Linked DNA regions of Mus musculus: region 1 is linked to region 2. The links are chromatin contacts, called in public promoter capture Hi-C maps. All regions are on one chromosome and are shown on one strand. Each heading gives the region's core, a stretch centred on a gene start, on an enhancer-like site or on the middle of the called end of the contact. The rest is flanking DNA. Distances are from core to core; before and after follow the strand shown. Region 1 holds the start of Fundc1 (FUN14 domain containing 1). Region 2 holds the start of Maoa (monoamine oxidase A).

The links. Promoter capture Hi-C pulls out the DNA fragments that hold promoters and counts their contacts.
Region 1: a contact with region 2 is called in a promoter capture Hi-C map of erythroid cells, with 38 times the contacts expected there. The contact joins the promoter of Fundc1 here to the promoter of Maoa in region 2. A contact is called at or near these places in 4 of 39 promoter capture datasets (cranial neural crest, erythroid cells, liver and 1 more), 3 of 484 Hi-C or Micro-C datasets (CD4 T cells, CD8 T cells and uterus), 3 of 115 datasets of contacts at active chromatin or transcription factors (astrocytes, double positive thymocytes and microglia) and 2 of 9 other capture datasets (adipose tissue and liver).

What each region holds. Positions count from the first base shown.
Region 1 is chrX:17,569,578-17,574,364 of GRCm38.p6, reverse strand. It overlaps Fundc1 (FUN14 domain containing 1), which reads left to right and starts at 2,040. Exons shown (of 5, transcript NM_028058.4): 1 at 2,040-2,212; 2 at 2,906-3,062. The coding sequence starts at 2,185.
Region 2 is chrX:16,618,384-16,623,026 of GRCm38.p6, reverse strand. Maoa (monoamine oxidase A) reads right to left here and starts at 3,329. Exons shown (of 15, transcript NM_173740.3): 1 at 3,114-3,329. The coding sequence starts at 3,186.

The DNA of each region.
Region 1 (4,787 bases), core at 791-3,290, 950 kb before region 2:
CAGATGTTGTGTCCACTCACCAGTGATCCTAAGATCCTGGGTGTGCTAGGGTGCCTGTAGCGTGGAGAGTTCTCTGTGGACTGTGGGACGATCTGTTGAGTTCGTGCCCAAGGTGGCTTGGAGCTGGCACTGACCAGAAGGGACTTGAGCCCCTGGTCAAGTGGGTTTCCTGCGCCCCTGCTGCTGGCACAGGCCCATCAAGATTGGTTTGGAACTGATGTTGTCTTCCACTCACCAGTGATCCTAAGATCGTGTGGAGAGTCCTTTGGGGACTGTGGGACTGTCTTCGGAGTTCGAGCCCAAGGTGATGGAGCTGCCGCAGACCGGAAGGGCTAGAATGCATATTTAAAATAAGTTTGGTGCTGATTTATGTGAACTTGGGTTAGTTCTTTGGTATCCAACATGTTTTTATATTCTACAGAATCCATGGAAATTTGTGGTAAAAAAACAGACTTTATCCCTATTTCACATTCAAATAATAACAATTCTTAAAATCACAGCTTTGTGGTGAATGTCGGTAATCACAGCACTGGGCAGAGTGAGACAGAGGAATCCAGCATCAGAGGCCAGCCTGGGCTACATAGTGTGACCATGTTTACAAACAAACAATCCTAATACTGGAGAGGCAGAGGGAAGTAGGTCTGTGTAAGTTTGAGGCCAGCGTGCTCTACATAGGGAGTTCCAGAGAATCTTAGGTTATGTGAGATGTTGTCTAAAAATAACCAACCAACCAAAAATACAAGCAAAAGTCTGCTCGACTAACAGGGCACTAAAAAAACTAGAGCCCTCAGCAGTTTGAGAAAAATGTGACCTGGGGATCCATCCCATATACAGTCGCCAAACCCAGACACTTTTCTGGATGCCAACAAGTGCTTGCTGACAGGAGCCTGTTATAGCTGTCTCCTGAGAGGCTCTGCCAGTGCCTGGCAAATACAGAAGTGAATGCTCACAGCCATTCATTGGACTGAGCACAGGGTCCCCAATGGAGGAACAAGAGAAAGGACCCAAGGAGCTGAAGGCATTTGCAGCCCCATAGGAGGAACAACAATATGAACCAACCGCTATTCCCAGGATACCCAGGGACTAAACCACCAACCAAAGAAAACACATGGAGGGACCATGGCTCCAGCTGCATATGTAGTAGAGGGTGGCTTTGTCAGTCATCAATGGGAGGAGAGGCCATTGGTCCTGTGAAGGCTCTATGCCCCAGCATAGGGGAATGCCAGAGCCAGGCAGCAGGAGTGGGTGGGTTGGTGAGCTGGAGGAGTGGGGAAGTGATAGGGGGAGGAGGGTTTTCAGAGGGGAAACCAGGAAAGGGGATAACATTTTAAATGTAAATAAAGAAAATATCTAATTAAAATTTTTTTTCATTAAAAAAAAAAACCTTTAAAATATTTGCCCTGACACTTGTTAAAATAGATAGTGGGTCTATTTTAATTTGGGATACAACAACAACAACAAAAAGCTGGAGATTTATAGTGCATAATCTGAGGGGGTCGAAGTGTAGAGTCCTACCAAGAGGAGACATCAAGGGAGTTTATTGCTGAGCTAGTTTAATTGGGTTCTTACTGGAGAATGACTGGGTTATTAGACATCAAGCAAGAAGTGGGCCTGAAATTTCTGTTAAAGCCAACAGAATTCTTGAAAGAACTAAAGGCCAAAGATAGGGCCTGAAAAAAGAACACCTAATCAGAAAGACAGCTTCGTTGAAGCATCCTGACTAAAGACTTGTTAAGAACAGTCTGCCAACACTAAACTGATTATCTTGTTCTATTACCCTTAGCCGCTCCTCCCTCCATTCCTTTAGCGTAAAAAACAAACAAACAAAAAAACCAAAAAGCAAAAACAAAAATAAGACAAAACAACAAAAAACTCTTAGAAACTTAGAGCAGGTTGGGGTAATGCCCAGGCTACAGTGGAAAAGAGCACGGACTACATTTCCCATAAGCAATAGGAGGGCGGGGACTCAGCTATTCCATCACAAGTCCCAAGCCTTGCGGCTGCGCACAAATTGTTGGAGGTCGTGTACAGGGAAGAGTGGCGGTGACGCGACTGTGTGGGCGGGGCGAGGAGGAGGCTGAGGAAAAAAGAGAGACCATAGACTTCCAACTCGGCCTAGAGCGTCCTTTAAAGTGGTGGGGAGAGGCGGGCAGGGACCACCCCCAACTGGCCGCTGGCGGTATCATGGCATCCCGGAACCCCCCTCCCCAAGGTGAGCAGCCAGGGCCCGAAGTAGTCTCTGGGACGCTGCCCACAGCACTCGACCTTTTATTGCTATGGTGTTTCTCCCTTTCCCTCCTCCAGTGTTTCTGGGGCTCTGTCGCTGTACAGCCCCTTTGCGAGAGCCCCTTTGAACCAGAGGTCTCCTTTCCCTCTCTGCGGAATTTAGCATGCTCACCTACACCTAACCAAGGCTAGACCCTGCCCTGCCCTGCCCCCACCTCGAGCCCTTCTCCATCTTGCAAAATTAGGAGGGTTGGCGGGTTGATTTCCATGGTTGGTTGCGTTTTAGTCCTGCTCTGATTTCCTCTTGCTAGGTTCCTGACTTTTCCTTTCATGGAAGGATCATCCCCTCGCCCCCTTTTCCCACAGATGGAAATGTACCCTGCCCTGACCTTATTCTCATTGTGCGGGTGACCGCCCACTGCTTTGTAATTCAACTGGCCTCTGGCTGCGTGTCCCTAAGCCTTGGGAAAGGAAATGCCGATGCTGTTGCTAGGCCCTTTATGCTTGAGGCCCTAGTCTCCCAGATCGAGTTAATCACGCTCCTTCGTTTACATCTGGGCCTTTTTAGTTGTAGACCAGACATGACAGTGTGTTGGCCCACAGGTTTTATGAAAACAGCTTGTGAGACGTTTCAGACTGTAGAATGAATGTTTTTTTTTTCCATTTTGTATTTTTAAAGACTATGAAAGCGATGACGAATCATACGAAGTGTTGGATTTAACTGAATATGCAAGAAGACACCACTGGTGGAATCGAGTATTTGGCCACAGTTCCGGACCTATGGTAGAAAAATACTCAGTAGCTACTCAGATTGTAATGGGTGGCGTGACTGGCTGGTGAGAACATTCTTTTCATTAAATTTTAGTGGGAACCTGGCTCTTGTCCTTTTGTAAATGGCACAGCCTCCATAAATCTTCAGTGGCTCCCCACTTTTAAATTCCAGAAGAACACAACTTTGGGGCTTTTCCCGGATCTTATTGGTTGTATCAGCCTTCAGATAGTCCTGGTTGGATTTTGATGATTTCCCTCTGTCAAAGGCCCACCATAGTTCCACTTCCACCCTTTACACTTCCTTTAATTCATTAACAAATTTTCAACTTAAGCAAGTTAATTATAAGTAAGTTGTTACTTGCTATTCAGTGCCAATAACTGGAAAAAACATGAGAACTCCCATTGCAGAACTAGCCTCTAAGATTCTCAGCTCTGTACATAGAAGCATTAATGGTCTGTAAAAATTATTCACAATGATGCATCAGATTCTACATTTTTTGTGTACTGGTTCTGATTATGATAGTGCTTTGAAGAAGATCTGAGAAGATTGCCTTTGCTTTAGAATTAATGCAATGATTACTTATTATGCAATAATTTGGAGTACAATAAGGAGTGGCTAATAACCATTAATCAAGCAACAGCTCATGTAAGCACATATTTACATTGTTGTTACCATGTATTTTAATTCTATTATTTTTGGAATAAAATATTAACCAGATAAAAAGGGGCAGAAACAGTTCAGTATTTTGAAATATGTTGATGACTCTTTTTTTTTTGAAGTGACAGTGATTAAGTTGTAAGCATTTTTTTTCTTTACATTTAAGGTAAATTCATCTTGTGCTAATTAAAATATTTACATACTTCCTCTTGGCATGGGAAAATGACATTTATTCATGTGTGTTTTCCATGAACCTCGGAATAATGATGCCCCATGCCTTCTTGTAAATGCCATTTCATAATTTAAAACAAACAAAGAACAATTATGGTGAAGATTCCATGGAGCACAGGCACAGTATTAATACTGCTTTATTGAAAAATCATACAGTTAGAAGGGAAATTTCTGCTCAGGGCCTCGGTCAATTAGATGATTCACTGTAGGATGATTACAACTCTGCCCCCTTAAATGCATTTATAATTTGGTGCCAGAGGTGATTGGTTAGTGAGAATCATGGCGGAAAGCCAGATCGTTGCACATTTTCTTCTTACAGACCTAACCTGCTAAGAAGGCCCATAACTGCCAGGTCTTCCTGAAAACCCTAATGGCAGAGCAGAAGTTAGTAGTGACTGGTACACAGCTTGTGTAGCTGTAGCATTCAACCTGGGGTTTAATGAAGACCTCACTACTTGCTTTTTTCTTTGTTCTTCCTTACTGACTCCTGTATAAGAACCATATTCTTGATAATAATAACAACAACAACAGTAGTAATACATTTGGATTGTCAGTATCAGACAAGTATTCAACCCAGGAGCTATGTAATAGTTTGTGGGTATTTGTTTTTTACATCCATCTATTTGTGTGGGGGGCACAGATGTGTCCCAGTATATATGTGGAGGTCAGAGGACAGCTAGTAGGAGTTTGATCTTTACCATGTGAGTTTTGGGGATCAAACTGGGCTCTTTAGACTTGGTAGCAAGTGCTTTGACCTGCTCAACTCTCTCTATGACCTGGTCTGTGTAATAGGACACTTATATTCAGGTGGCTTGTTTTTGTTTTTGTTTTATGTGGGCACAAATTCAGGACCTTGCAAGCATTCTAACTCTAAGTGATATTGCCAGCTACATAGGTGATT
Region 2 (4,643 bases), core at 2,080-4,579:
AATGACAAAATAGAGATATCATTATTCTTTGTATAAAGATAAAGCTTCCTAATGTGAATAAATTCTGAATGTCATTTAGAATCTGTAGTCTTCTAGGAGGTATGTTATGTTACAAGCATAACATTGCAAATGCTATTTATTGACCATAGATTATAGTTAAATAGGTACCATATCAAGAATATTCCAAAGCATTTAAAACTGACACAAAGCTACTCTTGTTTGAAAAGCCTACTCCCTTGCTTTGGAGTGTATCTTAACTTCCTTACAGATTGCCACTGACCCTTATCGCTTGTGCTTAAAATTCATGTTAATAGTAATATCATTTTTAAAAAAAAATATTCTCTAACTCTGCTTCAGTGACTCTATAAACTTGATTCAGGAGCTTGGAAAGATAGCAACACCTTTAATTCTAGCACTTGGGAGATGGAAGCAGGAGAATCAGGAGTTCATGGCAGCCTCAACTACATGATCAATGCAAAATATTGAAGCCAGCCTGAATTACATCAGACCTTCGTCAAAACAAACAAAGAAACTGAGAGATTATATCATGGGAATCATACCATGGGATATGACTAGCATACACAAAGAGACATGTGGAGTTCCCCAGAATGCTCTTGCCTATTTATGAAACATAAAGCCTGTACATAATACCTGAGTCAGACAGGCATCCACATCTATGTTAGTAATAATTCATTTTGGATGGCAACACAGACAAAAAGCAATGTTTCTAGTCAGTTTGGCTGCTACAATCTCTCAGATCTGACTGGTAAAAATAACACTTAGGGCAAGTTCCACTGTTGCTGGTGAACTGAAAGTTTGTGTCTGGACTAAAGAAGCACGTGAATTATTGAGAGAAAAGAAGTTCTTTATGCCCTCCTCCCCTGAAATGTACTAATAATTCCCAAGAATAAATACAGAATTTTTGCGGCACTTCATATAATTTAGATGCTCTCTTTAAGAAATAAAAAATCAATACGCCAGGTACTTGGTGGGGCGTAGCCAGGAGGATTAGAAGCCCAAAGCCATTCTAAGTACACAGAAATTTCAAGTCCAGCCTATGCTATATGAGACCCTGTGTTAATCCACCACCACCACAAAACAAAAGAAAGCAAAAGTTTTACATGACTTAGTATAGAGCTGGTATTTGGAATGAGAATCAGAACGGACCTAGAGTTTTAAGGTTCATCAGCTACATGATAAATACACTCTGCTGATATCTAAATATGAACAGTCAAGTATGAAAAGGAAGAAAGACCAAGCAATTAGACAAAAGAAAAACAAAATATGTGGCTGGGGATATAGCTCACTTGATAGAATGTTTGCCTACCATGCATAAAAGAAGCCCTGGCATTGATCCCCAGTACTACATAAGGCAGGCATAATATCCCACATCTGCAATCTGAGCACTTGGCAAGTAGATGCTAGAGAATCAGAAATCAAAGTTCATCCTTAGCTACATGTTAAATTGGATGCCAGCCTGAGATTCATGAGACACTGTCTCATAAAAATTTTAAAAAGGCAGGCTGGAGAAATAGTTCAGCTATTAAAGGCTAGACCAACATCAAAAACAATTTAAAAGACAAAGCTTTCTTTAAGGAACACTGGGGACAAACCAAGAAAAGGAAAAGAATAAAATTCCAGCAAAACAGCAAATTGTGGTATAGCATTAATCGATGTATACTACAAATTATCATCATATTTCTACTTCAATGATCAACAACCACATTGCTTCTAGGGTAATTGCCTAAAGGAACCAGATTTTTGAAAACACCAATCCACTAAACTGTAGGCACTCAACAAGTGTGGAAGGAAGGAAGGAAGGAAGGAAGGAAGGAAGGAAGGAAGGAAGGAAGGAAGGAAGGGAGGATATATGTTCCCTTTTCTTACTGTCCACAAGGATTTGCTTCCTTCTGATACTGCAACACACAGGCCTATTACTTGCTGCCACTGGCTAGGATAGCCAAAGGAACAGTCCATACCAATCTGATAATTAGACTGTTTATCCTGAACAGGCTGAGTCCAAAGCTACCTATATCTAAAATAACTATATAAGCACGTTTATGGTCTACTCAAAGGGAACATATATTAAAATAGATACTGTGGGGGCACCCTATTTACTCCTTCCTACTGTCTTTCTCCCTCTAAATTATATCTTGCACACATCTCTGAAATTATTAACACTTGAGAGAAAGGGCTTGGACTTCTACCTAGAGACAAAGAATAACTCCTAAATTTTTACAATGACAATATAGGTGGCAATTTAATATACATATATTTATGAGGTCTCCAGGAAAATAGAGAAAAAAATTTCATCTTCCCCTTACTTGATGAGCCATTTAAGCCAATACCACAGGACAAGATTTAGACAGTGCAGCTCTCAGCAAAAGCATACAAGAGATTCCCTTTGAACAATTCACTACACTTTTATACAAGTTCTGAAAAAAACCCAGCAGGAATACGTTGAAACTTCCAGCTCTTTAAAAAAAAAATTACTTTTTTCTAAAAGATGCTGTCTCCGTATTTTTTTTTTTTTTTTTACCTACTCACTTTCTAAGCAATGGTGCTTCAGAGAAGAACTGAACTGAACTAATCCTACTACTACTTCAGTAGTACATACATAGACTGGCTGTTGTGCTATTCAGAGGAGAGGATGTGAAGTCAGGGAGGCTAAGCAACCACCTATAGAATTGGAAGTGAAGGTCTTAAATGGGAGAAAACAGGTCTGTGGCTTCCCAGGGAGGTATTCAGACACCAGGACAGTTACTGAAACTCTTAAGCCACAGTTGCTTGGTTTTGTAAAATAGCAAATGTGTTGCCAACCCACCACACTGTTGAAGACAGGGGAAACTCATGTAATCTGCTAAATGTAATTGCAAAACAAGAGCTAATTAATCATTAGTATTAAGTAGTTAGGAGTCAAATTATTTTGCCTCCCTCCACCAGTGTATGCAAAGGGACAAGCCCCTGCTCCCATCTGGCAGGATCTGGGGCCCTGTTATAGTTAACACTCACACGGAGGAGAAAGACCCTCCCAAACACAACAGGGACACTGCAAGTTCCCTACCCCTGGTCATCTAGGGCCCCTTATGCTACTATTAAAGATCCAAACTAACCTGAGATGCCGCCTCCAATCACGACTACGTCGAACATGTGGCCTGTGATACTGGGCTTCTCCAGATCCGTCATGGTTTGGGTAAAATTCTCCCGAGACTTGGGTTTAAAAGGGGGGACCGCCCAGGGTGGAACAGACCCTTGTACCGCCCCTTGACTGAAGTCCGAGGGCGGAGCTGATGTATCTATCCATACCCGGGAAGAGCCCGGCCCTGAAGGCGGAGCGCGCTCTTGTGCAAAAGCTAGGGGAGCGCTCAGGGGCGGAGCTGATCCTTGCTGAGATACCCAGGGAGAGCCCCATACGCAGGGCAGGGATGGCCCTAGCATAGGCACTTGAGAGGCATGGAAAGGAGCGGGCCCTTGATCATACAGTGGAGGAGATATGGATATAGGACTATCGAGTGACATAGGCAACAGGGATTCGTCACGGGGAGCGGAAAGTGTTGATGGTGATAACCAAGAAGAGGCTGATACAGAATGCCTGAGAGAATCTTCTGCCGATTCTAGTGGGGAGTTGTCTGGTGTGTCTGGCAGGGATGTGCTTCTGTGCATAAGATGTTCTGGTGCCAATCCCCAGGAGGGGCGACACAATACGGATGGAAGGGATGGAGTGGGCTCCACTGCCGACCCTTGGGGAGTGCTGGTCAGTGAGGCAGGGATAGACCCCAGTTCTGACTCAACAGAAGTGCTAAGTATAGAAGCCATGGAGGACACTTGCACAGAAGCCAACGAAAATCTTTGCCCAGATAGGGATGAGTCTGGCATTGGGATGGATCCTACTGTGGATATGCGCTGAGAGAAAGAGCTAAGGAGGGTGGAGTCTGAGGCAACTGTGGGGACCTGAACGCCCCGATGGTGAACGCGGAGGCCCTGGGCATTCCTCTGGCCAAAATTATCACTGAGGCTCTGAGGGATGTTGAGGGCACTCGAAGGACTCCCCTGCTCCTGAATGGATTCGTTCGTCCGAGTCGAGGGAAGGGGTTGGGAGACGGTCCGCCGCAGAGGGTGGGAGGACTCGAACGAGCTGGCAGAGCTACTACTGCCTGCATGGGACTTCTCCACGTGGGTCTGGGAAATGGCACTCCGGGCTCCGGGGGCCAAATCCACCTCACGCCCCCGGCCACCGCGGCCACGCGTGACGCCCCTGCCTGGGGGGAAGGCCTTCTTTTCTGACATAATTCTCACAGCGGCGGGAAGCCGCGAATGGCTACCCTAAACCACCCCCATCAAGGGCGCTCCGCTTTCAGGGCCCAGCCATTTGTTACCAGTCCGCACTCAGAAGCCTAACCCAAGCGCGCCCGGCCCACTGGGAGGCGGGAAGATGCGGCGTCAGCGCGGCGCAGCTCCGCCTCTCCCACCTGCAGGCCTCATTTGTAGGCCGCCCGTTGAGGCCGGGCGATACCACTATGACGCGGAGGGGGCGTGTCTGTGGGCGGAGTCCACGTCAGCGCTCGCGCGACGATGAGTCTTATTAGCCTGAAGCTTTCACGGTATTCTCTTTTATCTAAAAGTAATGTGAGCTGGGGCGCGCT